2 separate regions of the Gossypium arboreum genome follow, and region 2 is linked to region 1. A link is a contact called in public Hi-C data. All regions are on one chromosome and are shown on one strand. Each heading gives the region's core, a stretch centred on a gene start, on an enhancer-like site or on the middle of the called end of the contact. The rest is flanking DNA. Distances are from core to core; before and after follow the strand shown.

What was found. Hi-C and Micro-C count contacts between places; a contact is called where the count stands out from the background.
Region 2: a contact with region 1 is called in a Hi-C map of leaf, with 4 times the contacts expected there. The contact joins the promoter of LOC108453701 here to the promoter of LOC108487078 in region 1. A contact is called at or near these places in 3 of 5 Hi-C or Micro-C datasets (all in leaf).

Annotation. Positions count from the first base shown.
Region 1 is chr10:100,850,054-100,857,559 of ASM2569848v2, reverse strand. LOC108487078 (NADH dehydrogenase [ubiquinone] 1 alpha subcomplex subunit 8-B) reads left to right here and starts at 4,783. Exons shown (of 3, transcript XM_017791308.2): 1 at 4,783-4,919; 2 at 5,002-5,242; 3 at 6,187-6,519. The coding sequence starts at 5,055. The coding sequence ends at 6,319. LOC108487079 reads right to left here and starts at 4,747. Exons shown (of 2, transcript XM_017791309.2): 1 at 4,653-4,747; 2 at 2,860-3,274. The coding sequence starts at 3,272. The coding sequence ends at 3,096. LOC108489554 (a long non-coding RNA gene) reads right to left here and starts at 2,067. Exons shown (of 5, transcript XR_001872010.2): 1 at 1,372-2,067; 2 at 360-477.
Region 2 is chr10:101,105,236-101,112,741 of ASM2569848v2, reverse strand. It overlaps LOC108453701 (probable 1-deoxy-D-xylulose-5-phosphate synthase, chloroplastic), which reads right to left and starts at 4,941. Exons shown (of 10, transcript XM_053020482.1): 1 at 4,394-4,941; 2 at 3,998-4,126; 3 at 3,756-3,920; 4 at 3,507-3,657; 5 at 2,985-3,256; 6 at 2,623-2,896; 7 at 2,203-2,510; 8 at 1,801-2,082; 9 at 1,422-1,706; 10 at 1,033-1,349. The coding sequence starts at 4,531. The coding sequence ends at 1,191.

The DNA of each region.
Region 1 (7,506 bases), core at 3,534-6,033:
ACTAATTCATTATACAAACATCTTGTTCAACTTGAAAGTATTTCCTACTATTTAGATTATAATAACTTACTCAATTTCTTACCAATTTTTTATCCCCGTGGAGACGATACTTACTTATCACTTTATTACTTAAATGGCGTGTACAATTGCACAATTGCATTAGTTATTTACACACAACATATGTGCAAACCGAAAGCAATGGGAGGTTTAGGTTTTAGAGATTTGGCCAAGTTTAATATCGCATTGCTTGCAAAATAAGGATAGAAGTTAACGATGCAACCGGATTTCTTTTTGCTAGAATAATGAAAGGTAAATACTACCCAAATAGTGAATTTTTAAAAGCAAGTTTAGGTTCTCACCCATCTTATACCTGGTGGAGCATATAGAGCGTAAGAAGACTCCTAGATGAGGGTTTGGGTTGGAGGGTTGGTGATGGAAAATCCATTAATGTTTGGAATGAGGCGTGGATTCCAAGACCTAGGCCAGGAAGAATCACATGTCAGACCATTGATATAAACTATACAACAGTTGCTGATTTAATTAACAATGAACAGTCTACTTGGAAAACGGAGGTCCTAGGAAAACTTTTTTACAAAGACCAAGTACACAGAATCATGACCATTCCCGTTGCAGGAATCGATATCAAGGATGTCAGAGTATGGAGAGGTGATAACACAAGTATGTACTTAGCTAAAAGTGGGTACAAATGGCTAAATAAAGAAGATATAGTGATACTGCAAAGGACTATAACCCTCCCCCAATAGACCTATAGACTCTCTACTCAGACTCTGGAACTTACAACTAGCAAGCATGGTTAAAATTACATTCTGGAAAATAGTAAACAATTACATGTCTATATTCAATAATTTACAGGCAATAAATCTGTTAGTAACGAATATCTGCCCACTATGTCGAGTAATGGAGGAATTAGTGGCTCGTGTTTTCTGGGAATGCATGATTTCAAAAGATATCCTACTAGGAGTGGGGATTGATACTTCTCCAAGCTCCCAAGGACAATAATGGAAAATGTAGTTAGCAGAGATTTTTACCAACATGAATGAAGAACAAAGAAAATGCCTAACAATATCCTTCTGAGCGATATGGAAGATAAGAAATAAGGTCCATCATCAAGGAGAAAATTTGAACACATTTGAGGTAATAACATTTATTAAAGCATATCAGGAAGAAAGCAATATCATTAATACAGAAACTTCAACATCTACTAGACAAATCAACATTATGTGGGTTCCACTGAGAGCAGATATGATAAAATGCAATTTTGATGCAGCATTTTGCAACAATACATTCAAATCAGTGATGGGAATATTGTCCAGGGACTGTGAAGATCATATATTGGTTGCATGGACTCACCACAACACCTTTATAGTAGATGCCACCACGGTAGAGGCGAAAGAATGTCTTTAGGCAGTTTCGGTGGCTGAGGAGCTGGGTTTTCGAAATATGATAGTGGAAGGAGATTCCTTGACAGTAATCAAGAAAATATGGTATTGCGGTGATTATTCAAGAAATAAAAGAAAGATGTCGGAGATTCGAAAATGTTACCTGCTCTTTCGCTGGATGAACAACAAACCAAACGGCGCACGTAATGGCAGAGGAAGGGAAGAACTGGCCAGGAACAAAGGTATGGATTGATGAGGCCCCTCAAAGGGTAGAGTTAGCGGCTAAAAGAGACAGAAATTTTTCGAACAGGATTTGAAATGGGTTGGAAGAAATGAAAAACGAAAGGTTTCGTCGGTTTCTTTTTTCTACAAGAACTTTCATGGAGGACGCTAAAAGTACAGATCATTTCAGGGTGGAACGATGGTGGTAGATGAAAGAGTGAATTGCCAAAAGAGAAACTACTGGGTTTTTTTTCTAGAAACTAGGATGTAGTCAATTTTTAGGGTTTGCTTCTTTTAGGTTGTTTATTTGTTTCTTTTTAAGACTGGACGATTTAAGTCCTTTAAGAACTAAGTAGGGTACAACTTTTGCATTAATTAGGATTAGTTCCATCAATTTTAATGGCATCCATATCTTATTCTCAAAAAAAAAAAAAAAGACAAGATGACATTCAAAATAGATACACATTCTTTTCTGGTAATCTTTTTTCACTTATTTCTTTCTTGGTTTGTGTGTCATTATTTCATTGAGTAAAAAAATATTTTAAATAAAAGTCTACAAGTTTTCTTCGAAAATCAAAAACAAGAAATAAAAATTGTATTTTTCAAAAAGAAACTTTAAATGAAAATAGTGTTTCATTGAATTTCAACACCCTCACACTGAAAAAGATTGTGGGTCTTTGAAAAATCGAATGAAACCACACCAAAAAAAGAAACGACATGAAGATATTTTTTCCATTCATCTTTTTTGGTTTCGATTTTTTTTAGAAAAAAAAGGAGAGAGGTTTTGTTTGTTAATTTTGATTACTATGCGAAACCATGAGAATTGAAGCCATATAAAAGAAGAAAGTGGGAAGGGTTGATAGAGGGAGTTTTTTTCAAAGCTCATTATTAAGAAAATTATTTTTTCAATTGTGTAAGATTACACTCGTAACTAATTGAACAATGATTTCTAATCTAGTGATTGATATTAAGTTTCAGTGTTTTTTTTTTTTCGTTAATTTGTCGACACATTTAAAAAATTTTAACTAATCTATAATTTTTTAATATAATTTTATAGTTTTTTTTAATATTTTTATAAGAAAAAAAAGTAGAGGTCAAATTGATAACAGTGGTAAAGATTGAGAGGCTAAATTTGTTATTGTAAATAATTTTTTAGTAGAGCTAACTGAAAATGAGGGACCAAACTAAAGCAAATAAAAGTAGAAAGACAACCCACACAAATCAACAAGTACAGGGATTATCCTCATAATTTAACCTAAAATATATGTTTTGCTCATTGACCGTCTCTTTAAATGATGCATTTAATACATGATAATGCAAGCTTTGGAGGCTTAAACAAATTTGACAAAACACGATCATCTTTCATTCCAGTTCGCATAATTTGGTATCTTCTACCAAAAACAGTACGGCTACATCAATCTAAAAAGTCAATAAGTTGAGAACGGAATAGCTGCAAGCAAAATAACAGGTTCCTTATTTCATTTTTTGCTCTGTAAAAAGAACATGGCGATTTACCCGGGGATCATACTTGCGGAACTCGAGTTTCTCAGCCACTTTCTTAGCACTTTTCCTCTTCACGTAGAAGAATCCAGTCCCAGCAGCCGAGACAAGACGGATAAACATAAAAGTCTTTTTCTTCTTGTCGCCCATCTCTATACATACACAAGAAAACACCAACCTAATCAGTACGAACGGATGCATTTTTATAACATAAACAGCACAAAACATCCATCCTTACATGCATGTTGTATATATGTATGAAGAAAACCGTACTTATTATGTTTTGCCCACAGTTATAAATGCACACAATTTAAACATGGCATCGGAGTGAGTGAGCAACGGATTTGAGTCCAAATGCATACCATGAGCAACAAAGAGGTCCAATGATAACACATAAAGCCCTCCACACCACACCATCATATCCCGCATCACTCAAAACATATTCAAGTGTTTACTGGCGACCAACAAACCTAGTCAAGTTGACAATTTCTTTTACAGAGTCCACCTCAGTGTGAATAACAAAGAGATTCTCTAGACAATGAATTTTATTTAACTTATAAACTTTGCAGAAGGGGGGAAGAGTTATAAAGTGTTAAAGAGACAAATAAAATGCTCACACTAAATTTGGGATTAAAAAAAAAGATAGCTGCTGTTGCAAATAAGAATAAATTAAGTCGGAATTTATTCTAATATTCAGGGGTTTAAGACACTTTTAACGATTCTAAGGTCTGGAATTCCCTTTGACGAGTTCCACTTGTTCATTATGGGTCATCCCACGAAAGAAACAGAAACAAAGGGAAAAGATCAGTTAAGTCAAACAAATTTCCTACAAATCATCCAGTGACTCGATCCGTAACTTGGGACTGTAACACAATGCCTTGACAACCCTGGCTCTCCAAGAGAAAATCATAAAATAATCACCTGGTTGCTAATCCATCACCATTTCAGCTTACTAGCTTCACCTAAGCAAGTCTAGAATGCAAAGGAAGTGAGCCTGATATCCAATCCTTTACTTCATTATATCAATCCCCCCAACCCGAGCAAATTATGTAATATTCAATGTCAAAACATCCTGTCCATTTCAAAACAAAAATGGATTCTAGCAATAATTCAGCACTGACAATCAATCACCAATTCTTTCAGGTTTAAAGGCATTATCTAAATGAGCCAAGGGACATTGCTCAAAATCATGCCTTTCTTTGTCATATCCAAAACCAACCCAACCCAACCCGACAATTTAAGTTTGATCATTGATGCCAAACATGTATAGTAATATAAAGAACGGTCACTCCAATTGCAATAGGCAAAAGAAGGAAAAAGGAAATTTCCTATGCAACAATGAAACGGAAAAGAAAAATGAAATCTTTTGCCTACACTTTTCAAGGGGTAAAGTCAATTCGAAGATCTCTACAAATTTCAGCAAATTCAACATTTTATCCATAAAAAAACAGATGAAAAACTAAGCAAAGAAGAGATCTAAGGAAGTCACTTTAACATTAAATCAAATCACAATAATTTAATTTAACTTACCCTTAAATTGTCTCGGAAAATGACTGCTTTGGTGATTGGCACAAAAGAGAAAAGAAAACTGAAGAAAGCAAGGGTTTTGGGATTGGAAGCATAAAACCCCAAAAAGAAACATGGAATGACGTAAATACCCTTCAAAGCAAAAATGAATTACCAACCAACTCCACCGTTTACGTCTGTTTAAACAAAACCTTAACTCTTCACTCTTGAGTCCTTTACAACCCTATTCTCTATCTCAGTGTTTAAGTGAAAACCCTTTACTTGATTAAGGTAAGAGATTAATTCCCAGTAATTTTTCCCTTTTTTTCATCTTGATTGATGAAATTTTGACGTCTTTTCATTGTTGATGCAGAAAGAAGCGATCTTTTTATTTTTTTTTATTTCTTTCTGGGTTCGGTGGCGGAAATGGCGAAAGTGGTGGATGCGACGGGGGAACCGATCCCAACGTCGTCGGTGCTGATGTCATCAGCAAAGCACATAGAGATTAAATGTATGTCCGAAAACGTGGAGTTCCTCAAGTGTAAGAAGAAAGATCCCAACCCTGAGAAATGTCTCGATAAGGGCCGCCAAGCTACTCGCTGTGCCCTTGGAGTGTAAGCATTTTTTTTTTCAATTTTCAGTTTTTCCCATTTTGAATTTCTTTGTGGGTTTTTCTTGCTCAATTGGTTCGTATATGACAATGTTGGAATTGAAAGGGAATTAAAACTGGGAAATGAAATTAACTAGGAAAATGTGTGATAATTAGGATTATTGGTTTTAATATCTTTGTAATGGAAATTTTGGAACAGGTTTTTTAGGAGGTTTTATACTGTGAAAGTGTGGTTAAAAGGATAGGGATAGGTCATTTCTCTCGAAAGTATCCATATCGATATAGGTACGGGCATATCCTCGAGAAACATAGGGTTTATCTCTTTGGGTAGGCGGGGCGGGGAAATGATCATCTCTCATTTGGTATCTTTGTGTTTCAATTAGCAATGGAAACTTCAAATGAATCCATGTTAAGTCTCCCTATGATTAGGCGAAATAGATTCATGTGTAACCGAGCCATTGAATCTGATGTTTTTTCTTCCTCTTTATGTTAGTTTGATTCTTTTTTAGATCTATTTACTGAAAACCAACTGAGTTTTAATAGGTTTTCGGCTTTCTGTTTGTGTTTGATTGTAAAAATGGGGCTTCCCACTTCTCCAATCAAGAGTAAGACATTTGCCGCATTCACTTGATTTGGGTTTATAGCATTTTGTAGCTTAAAAAATGCCTCTGAACACTGAATATTTTGCGGTTCTTACTCTATGTTATCGAACTTGGTTCGTGTGTCAAATATAGGTATGTTCCATCTTTATTCTTTTAAGCTTTTCTATGTGTTTGGAGGAACTTAGGTGAATCCTATCTTTGTACCCTTGTCCGGATATTTTAAAAAGCACATTTTTGGGGGGGAACTCAAAGCATTACTCGAATAGGTGACTACATTGTGCATTACTGTTACCCTTTCCGTTTCTTTTTTAATCTGAATTATGGAATGTTGGACCGCGTGGTGCAGGCTAAAAGATCTGTATCAGAGATGCAAAGACCCCATGGAAGCTTATGTGGGATGCATGTATTACTACACAAATGAGTTCGATTTATGTCGCAAAGAGCAACAAGCCTTTGAGAAAGCTTGCCCTTTGGACTGACTTCGGCTTTCAGCAGCAGCCAGCAGCTGGCACTCATCAAACACATTCTCTTTTCATGCTTGAATTATGAATAAGTTAGGTCCAGTTTGCATTGAACAAGAACTGTCCCATTATATATGCTTTCGGCATTGTATCCCCTCATGTATGGATAAAAAGACTGTTCTTGCCAAAATTCTCTTTTTTCTATTTTCATCCGAAAATGACTCCATTTTTTTAAACATAATTCATGATGAGTGTGATTCTCGTTCATGATCTTCTTCCCTTCATTCATGCATATCTTTTCCTTTTTTTTCTTTCTGATCAGCTGCTAAAGGAAATATATGCTACAGCAAACAAAACTAAAACAATAGTAAGTAAATTGGCCCTGTTGTATCCTCGTTTCGCTTTATTTGTTTATTAAATGGGATAAATATTAAAACTATATATGAATTTTGATTTTGTGTAATTTTATACATTAAATTTTAATTTAATCTAACTTTTGTAAATTATTAATATAACATTATTTTTTGTTAATATATTATACATAAATAATTATATTCATCAAATATAAGAAATAAATTGATGTATTTATTTCTTTAAATGTGTATGATTAAATCAAAATTAAAGTTTCAAGTATACATTTGAACTACAATTAGAGTTTCACATTTATAATTGCACCAAATTAAAGTTCATGTAAGCAACTGCACATTAAATCAAGATTCAAGTATAATTTTGAGATTTATCACTTTATAATTTGTTTCTTATTTGTTAGTAATATACCTAATAATCTCACCATTTATTTAACATTAGTTTCTAATGTTGCATGTGATTTTACGTGTTTAATTTTTTTATAAATTAAAATAAATAATATATAATATATACAATATATTTAATGTAAGTAATATTTAAAATAAATAATATTTTATAAATAAAAATTTGAAAATAGTATAGAAATTTAGAAATATATTAAAAAGTAAATTATAATATTAAATTAAAATTAAAAGTGGTAAAATAAAATGTATAAATTATAATAATGATTCATGATAAGTACAATATATATTTACACTAAATTGATTAAATATGAAATATATTTACATTAAATAATAACCACAGTTAATAATAGTGATTAAAAAATAATTATTGATATCTTATATGGTAAATTCCGTTTACTTTTTAAAAAATATCTCACCCGTTTAATCTTCATGATA
Region 2 (7,506 bases), core at 3,692-6,191, 260 kb before region 1:
TCTTTTTCTTTTTGCATTCATGGTTCATAGTTATATCTCACAACAATTCGTCTCTAAAATTTAAATTTAAATTCTCTCCTAAAGAGTACGATATGTCTTATTATATATTGATTAATTGTAACAAATATATATATCATTTAGATCAGTGTAAAATCGACACTGCTATACGTAAAAAGAAAGCCCTAAGCCTTCCTTTTATGACAAGTGTCATGGCTTTTTTTCTTTTCTTTTTCTTTTTGACATTATTAACATATGATTAAATTTCAATTCTAATCTCTCCTTTTAGATTATATAAAATATCAATATTCAATTTTGGTCGTTATACTATTTTTAGATTATATAAAATAATCAAGTTCTAATTTTAGTTTGTATATTTCGCTTAAATTTAAGATTTAATCTTTATACTTTAATTTTTTATATAATTTGATACCTCAACATTTATATTGTCATTAATTAGTCTGAATACTTAATTCTAATTGAAATGTTGATGTGAATTTAAAAATTGTTAACACCATTAAAATTTTCTATTAAATTCAAGTTTACTACAATTTTTTTTGTCATATGACTACTAAATGAATTTTTAATAGAAAAATTAGAACATGACACAAACTATATTAACAAAATAATTTTACAGATATTAATAATTAGACTAAATTTCTTAAATTCGATAAGTAAAAGACTAAATTCTTAAAAATAAAAGTATAAAAATAATACTAAAATAATAAACCCTAAGAGCTATAATAATATATATAGATGTGATTGACTTATGTGGACAAACATTGTTAATGTTTGGTGAACTAACTCTCTTTAGGAATGCAACCAAATCCCACATTCATTGGACATGGAAATTGACACATGGATCCTCTAATTTGGGTTGTTTTTAACTTTTCTCGACAGGATACGCAATTTATGTCAATAAAGCTCAGTTCTTTTTGCTTTTTAAGTCTAAATAATTGTTTTAGGATTCCAATGTTATAACTCAGGCCTACCAAATTTAATTTATAAATAAACAGATAACATATGTAGAATTCGTTAATGTGAACTCAGATATGTGATATTACTCGTAAAGTTGTTGGGTTACATAATAATTATTTATGGTAACTAAGATTATTTATATTATTATATATTTAACCATCACTGATTTGAAAAGAAAACAAAACGTAAAATTTTGTACAAAGTTGTTGACTTCTTCAGTTTCTTGAGGACATGACCTCAAGAGCCTCTCTTTTTTGTTCAAGCACATTGAACACCGTTGCGGCTATGTGGGATGGCGTAAGACCAGCTTCAGCCAACTGGTCCACGGGTGAGCCATGGTCAATGTATCGATCGGGAAGAACCAATGGCCTCCACTGCAAATGAAAATATTTTAATGCAAAGAAAGAGTTATTAGTATACGGATACATTGTTTCGGATTCGCATACCTTTACTTTGCCATCAAGAAGACCATCAAGTGCTAGGAACTGTGCCACATGAGAACCAAAGCCCCCGATTGATCCTTCTTCGACTGTGATCAGTACTTCGTGTGACTTTGCCAGTTTCCGGATCAAGGCGTGATCCAATGGCTTACAAAATCGTGCATCTGCTACGGTCAGCCTTAAGCCATGCGATTCCAATAAAGAGGCAGCTGCTAAGCAGCTTTGAACTGCACTTCCATAGCCTAATAGTGCCACTCTTTCCCCTTCAATTAGTACCCTGCCTTTGCCAACCTGTAAGGGATATTATACGAATTCCGAGTTAATTTTCCCTTTAGTCTTTGTTTCTTTACAAAAAGGAATATTTTGAGGCTTTCTTGAAAGTCACCTCCAGTGGAACCCCTTTTTTCCCAGGTGGTAACTGAACTCCGATCCCATTTCCTCTTGGGTAACGGAAACAGCTAGGACGGTCATCTATGGCAGCAGCTGTTGCAACCATATGGAAAAGTTCAGCTTCATCAGAAGGAGCCATTACCACCATGTTGGGGAGGCAAGCCATGAAAGTGACGTCAAAAGCCCCACAATGTGTTGGACCATCTGCACCAACGAGGCCAGCTCTGTCCATTGCAAATCTTACAGGCAGCTTCTGCAGATCAACGTCATGTACGACCTGTTGCAGCAAATCAACACATTAGTAATGATTTTAAAATGCAACATGTTTAACTTACACGGAATAATAATCGATTACAATTCGTAAAAAAGAAAACCCGAGGTAACTTTGGTAGCTTGCCTGGTCATAAGCCCTTTGCATGAATGATGAGTAGATTGCACAAAAAGGTTTCAAGCCTTCACAGGCCAAGCCTGCAGCAAAGGTGACAGCATGTTGTTCAGCTATCCCCACATCGAAACATCTTTGTGGGAACCGGCGGAGGAAGAGGTTTAATCCGGTTCCACCTCCCATTGCAGCATGGATGGCAACAATATTTTTGTCTGCCTCAGCTTCCGCAATCAAAGCCTCAGCAAAATATGTAGTGTAAGACTGGGTAGCAGAATTGCCTTTGAATTGCTTTCCAGTTGCCGGATCGAACTTCACCACTCCTGAGAAAAGAAATCCAGGTACAGTTTATTCTTTTATTCCCTAAACTAAGGTCATATAAATTAAATCATATGAAATGATCTCTCTTCTAAAAGGGCTTATTCTGTATGTTACCGTGATACTTGTCAGCAGCTCTCTCTGCATATGGATAACCTCGGCCTTTCTCAGTGACAACATGGATCAAGACCGGACCCGTTGTTTTAGTAGTCTTAACCTCTTTGAGAATAGAAACTAAATCATCGATGTTGTGGCCATCAACAGGTCCAATATAATATAGTCCAAGTTCTTCGAAAAGTGTAGATCCAGAACCACTGATCATTCCACGAGCATACTCATCAACTTTTGCAGCCAGTTCATGCATAGGCCCACCGATTTGCTTGGTAACTCCCTGCAATCAAACCATATCCAGTCTTAGTAAGTTTTAGTTTCTAGTAAAAATTATATTAGTTTTCTGGGTTCTATTCATTTCTACTTACCTTTGCAACCTCTCTCAGTTCTCTAAGAGGCCTGTTTGATTGCAGCCTGCTGAGAGCACTGCTCAAAGCTCCCACAGGTGGTATAGGTCCGTCGAGATTGGCAGTTGGCAGAGAAACTTGTTTATTGTCATTAAGAATAACAATCATATCAGAATCAAGATATCCGGCATTGTTCATTGCTTCGTAAGCTTGTCCTGCAGTCATAGCACCATCACCTATGACGGCAACAACATGATTCCTTTCACCTTTCAGATCCCTTCCCACAGCCATCCCTGTCCACCCGAAACATCAAGACAGTTAAATCTCTGAAGATCAAGTGAAACTAGGTTTGCATAACGGAATTGAAAATAGTATTTCACCATATCAAAAGCAAAAATTTCATTTAAAAAAACAACAAAATCGCATGTTAGCTAAGAGCAACATCAAAGAACTCGATAACGGTTCGATAAGAGTTATCTGGTTTCAATGTTTTAACCATACATATAATATGCAAAAAAGAATGCAGAAGGACTGGATTAATACCCAAGCCTGCAGAGATTGTGGTTGAACTGTGACCAGTCCCGAAGCAATCGTATTCACTCTCCGACCGTTTCGTGAATCCGGCCAATCCATTAGTTTGCCTCATGGTATGCATCTTATGTCTTCTCCCAGTCAAGATTTTGTGAGGGTAAGACTACAAATCAAATGAAGAATTTTTCCGAAATAAAGATCAATTGACCATCAGTCAACATCTTTCTTTTCTCATAAAACCAAGAAAAGCAAGAACCAAACCTGATGACCAACATCCCACAATATCTTGTCTCTAGGGGCATTGAAGACATAATGAAGAGCCACAGTGAGTTCAACCACACCAAGGCTTGAACCCAAGTGACCCCCAGTTTTTGAAACATTGAAAACCACATCAGACCGCAGTTCTTCGGATAGTTGTTTCAGTTCCTGCATGAAAAGTTCCCATATCATAATAATTGATAAAAGGCAAGGGAAAAGAACTTTATTTTTGGATGTTTTTATACCTTGACAGAGAGATTTTTCATATGAATTGGATAGTTTATAGTGTCCAAGAGAGGCGTTGCTGGTCTTTGGGAGTGATATTCAGCTCCTTCTGATAGTGATGCATAAGCCCCACCTGGCCTTTTTTTGACCTTTACCAAATCAAAACAAAAAACCACCAATTTTTTCAATTTATATTTATTTTAACTGAAATCTAATAAGTAATTGAATTCAAATCAAAAGAAAACCCAAATTTTGGTAAGATATCCATTTCTTATAACTAAACTAAACCCATTAAACAAAACTCAAAAACTTTACTTAAACAAAGTATTATCTAAAACAAGGAACGACTATAAATTCTGATAAAAAAATAAATTAAACCAGTTTTCCTTTTTTTTTTATGGTTATTTCATATGAACCTGATTGAGCTTCTTCAATGGCTGCAAAACCAGATCTGATCCACCAAGAAAATGGGAAGCAAAAGGAGTGGATTTTTGAGGATCTGAAGCTGCACCCCAGTTAATAATGGCAGGAAATGAAGATGCACAAAGGGCCATGACTAAAGACTATACAATCTCCAAAGAGCAATAAAGTACTGCAACTGCTGATTAAGAGCACAAAACCAGAAGAACCCAGAAAAGTTTCCACTATTTGAGTGCAAGAATGAAAGGCTATCCAATCAATGAAAGATTTATAGACAATTTGGTTATTGACTATTGCACCGTCATGTCACCCTGCTTTATTGCTTGATGATGGTACTAAGTGGATGATTGTGTCGAAACCTTCGTCAAGACTATATTTATATACTCTTATAAAAAAAAATAAAGGTTTTGTCTATAGCAAATGAACATCCAAACTTAAAAACAAGAGAGAAAAAAAAAAGGGCCTTTTTTTTTTCTCTGAAAACCCAAAAATTAATATTATTACATATAAATAAACTGTTTCTTCATTTGTATGTAAGAGGTTTTTATTATTACAGGGGAGGGGGACAGCAAAGAGCAATGTTCTAGGATTGAAGTTGAAGTGGCAGGTCGTTCTCTGATTGGACCACGTCAATGGAAAAATCACAAATGGATAGATTACGGCGTTAGAAGAAGGTACCTTTATTTTCTTTCCTTTTGTTCCTATTTCTTGAGGGAGGGTTGTTGTCTGTTATCGTTCTCAATCTGATCATTGTGGGCTTACGTTACTTTATGCTGTTGATGTGAAATGGATTATTTAACTTGGGGGTCTGGCTGGTATCGAAGGTCAAGCTAGAAATGTTAATTGGGGGTTGGGGGGTGGGTGGTGTTTGGATATTATATAAAATAAACATGGTTACAGTATACTCGGCTTACTTGAGATGTTTTCATCGTCAAAATATTATGAAATTTGTATTAGATATTTTAATTATTAAGTTTATTTTACTTAATTAATATTTAGATATTATTTATATTTAAATATTGCAATTATTAAATTTATTCTTATCAAATTAATATTTAGATAGTACACTATATTAGTTAGTTAGACTGAACTAAAAATGTTACTAAACATATAAAAAATATAAATTCTATAAAATAAATCAAATTTAAAAAACTTTAGAAAAATTTAGGGACCAAACACAAATTCATTCTATTTTTAGCCACTAACTATAAGATCAAAATAAAAATTTAAAAAAAAATCAAAGAGGTTTTAAATGAAATTTTACAAAATTCAAGAGGGTCAAAAGTCGTACCAACCCCATCTAAATTCACCCCTGCTCCCATCCATTGCATTACTTTTGTGTGTATTTTCATCCAATACAATTTTATTCACCATTTAAAAATATGACTCCAAACAATTCATAGATGGGTTCTTCACATTTGAATGGTGATGATTAATGTATTGGAAAGCAATGGATGAAAAAGTATTGGTCCAAGTCCCAAAGTAACAACCCAATTTTGTGGCCAGTCAAAACAGAGGTTTCGGGACCACGAATTCGACGTAGTAAAACTTGTTTTTATTACATTTTTATGGCCTACAGTTTTATGGAATGATTTCGTGAGAATTTCGTTCGAAAATTTTGACGTTGGAGCACTCAATTTAGCAAAAAGGACTAAATTGCAAAGAGTGAAAACTTGAGTTCTATATGCCAAAGGTGTCTAATTTCTAATAAATTTTAAATTGAAGGTCCTTAGATGATAATTAGACCATTTGTTAAATTAGTGGACAAAAATAGACATGAGGTAAGAGAAATTTTATGTTTTAAGATAATGGCATTTTGGTCATTTGGTAATTAAATGAATAAAAAGCCAAAATTTGTCCATCTTCTCCCTTCCATAGCCGAAAATTAGAAGGGGAGGTCATAGCTAGGGTTTGGCCACTTCCAAGCTCGATTATCAAGAGAAATAAGGTTCAGACCTAGATCGAGGGAAAAACAAAGTGTTTGACAATTAGGTCCCATTTCTACTATTTTTGTACCGAGGTAAGTTTGTATGTAAATAATGCATGATTTTAATTATGTTTTAAATACTTTATTATTGTATGAATTGAGATTGACCCTTGGATGAATTCGACAAAGTTTCGACAAGCGTGAAATCTCGATTGAACCTTAGGAATAGATAGGATACAAATGTCATGACATTAGGGTTACTAAGACTACGTGGAAGACTAGATCTAGGATATGGCATCAATATGAGACTACATGTAAGACCATATCTGGGATATGGCATCGATATGAGACTTCGTGTAAGACTATAGCTGGGCTATTGGCATTGACACGAGATTACATATAAGATCATATTTGGGATATGGCATTGGTACGATACCGTGTGTACGGGACTCCCGGGTATCTTTTAGTATTCCAAGTGGTTCAATGGGTAATTTACGAGTATGTCAAAGATGAATTGTATGTAAATCCAATTCAAGATGACTCAGGTATGTATAAAAAACTCATACGTAATGAGCTCGTTATGTGATGAGCCCTCAGTAAGGTTATGATTGAGTAAGTTATGATTTTAAGATCTTAATAATAATTATGTCAATCATCATGATGGTAATTGCATGTTCAGTGTTTAGATTTGATGCTTATTATTTGCATGGGAACTTACTAAGCTGTATAGCTTACTCCCCTTTCCTTTCTCTTATTTTTTAGTGTCACTAAGCTAGCTTAGGGATTGGAGATTGTCGGAGATCCACTAACACTATCAACTTATTATTTTGGGTACCATTGGATTCAACATTTTGAGTTATGGCATGTATAGGGACTTGGTCATTTTGTTATGTGTCATAATTGATTTGGCCAAATGTGTTGGCTTGTTGGATGATAATTCATTTTGTAAATGGCCATTGAAATTGGCTAATATTGGTTTAAGTATATATGCATATGATGATGTTTTCATGGATGTGGAAATTTACATGGTTTAAGTTGATAAGCATGTGATTTGTGCTATGTGAAACATGATAACATGTGAATAAATATGTATGAGACTTAGTGATGTGAATCCGGGCTTAAAGACCCGATGACTATAAGTAGAGATTGTGTCCGGGTAAAGACCCGATGACTATATGTGGA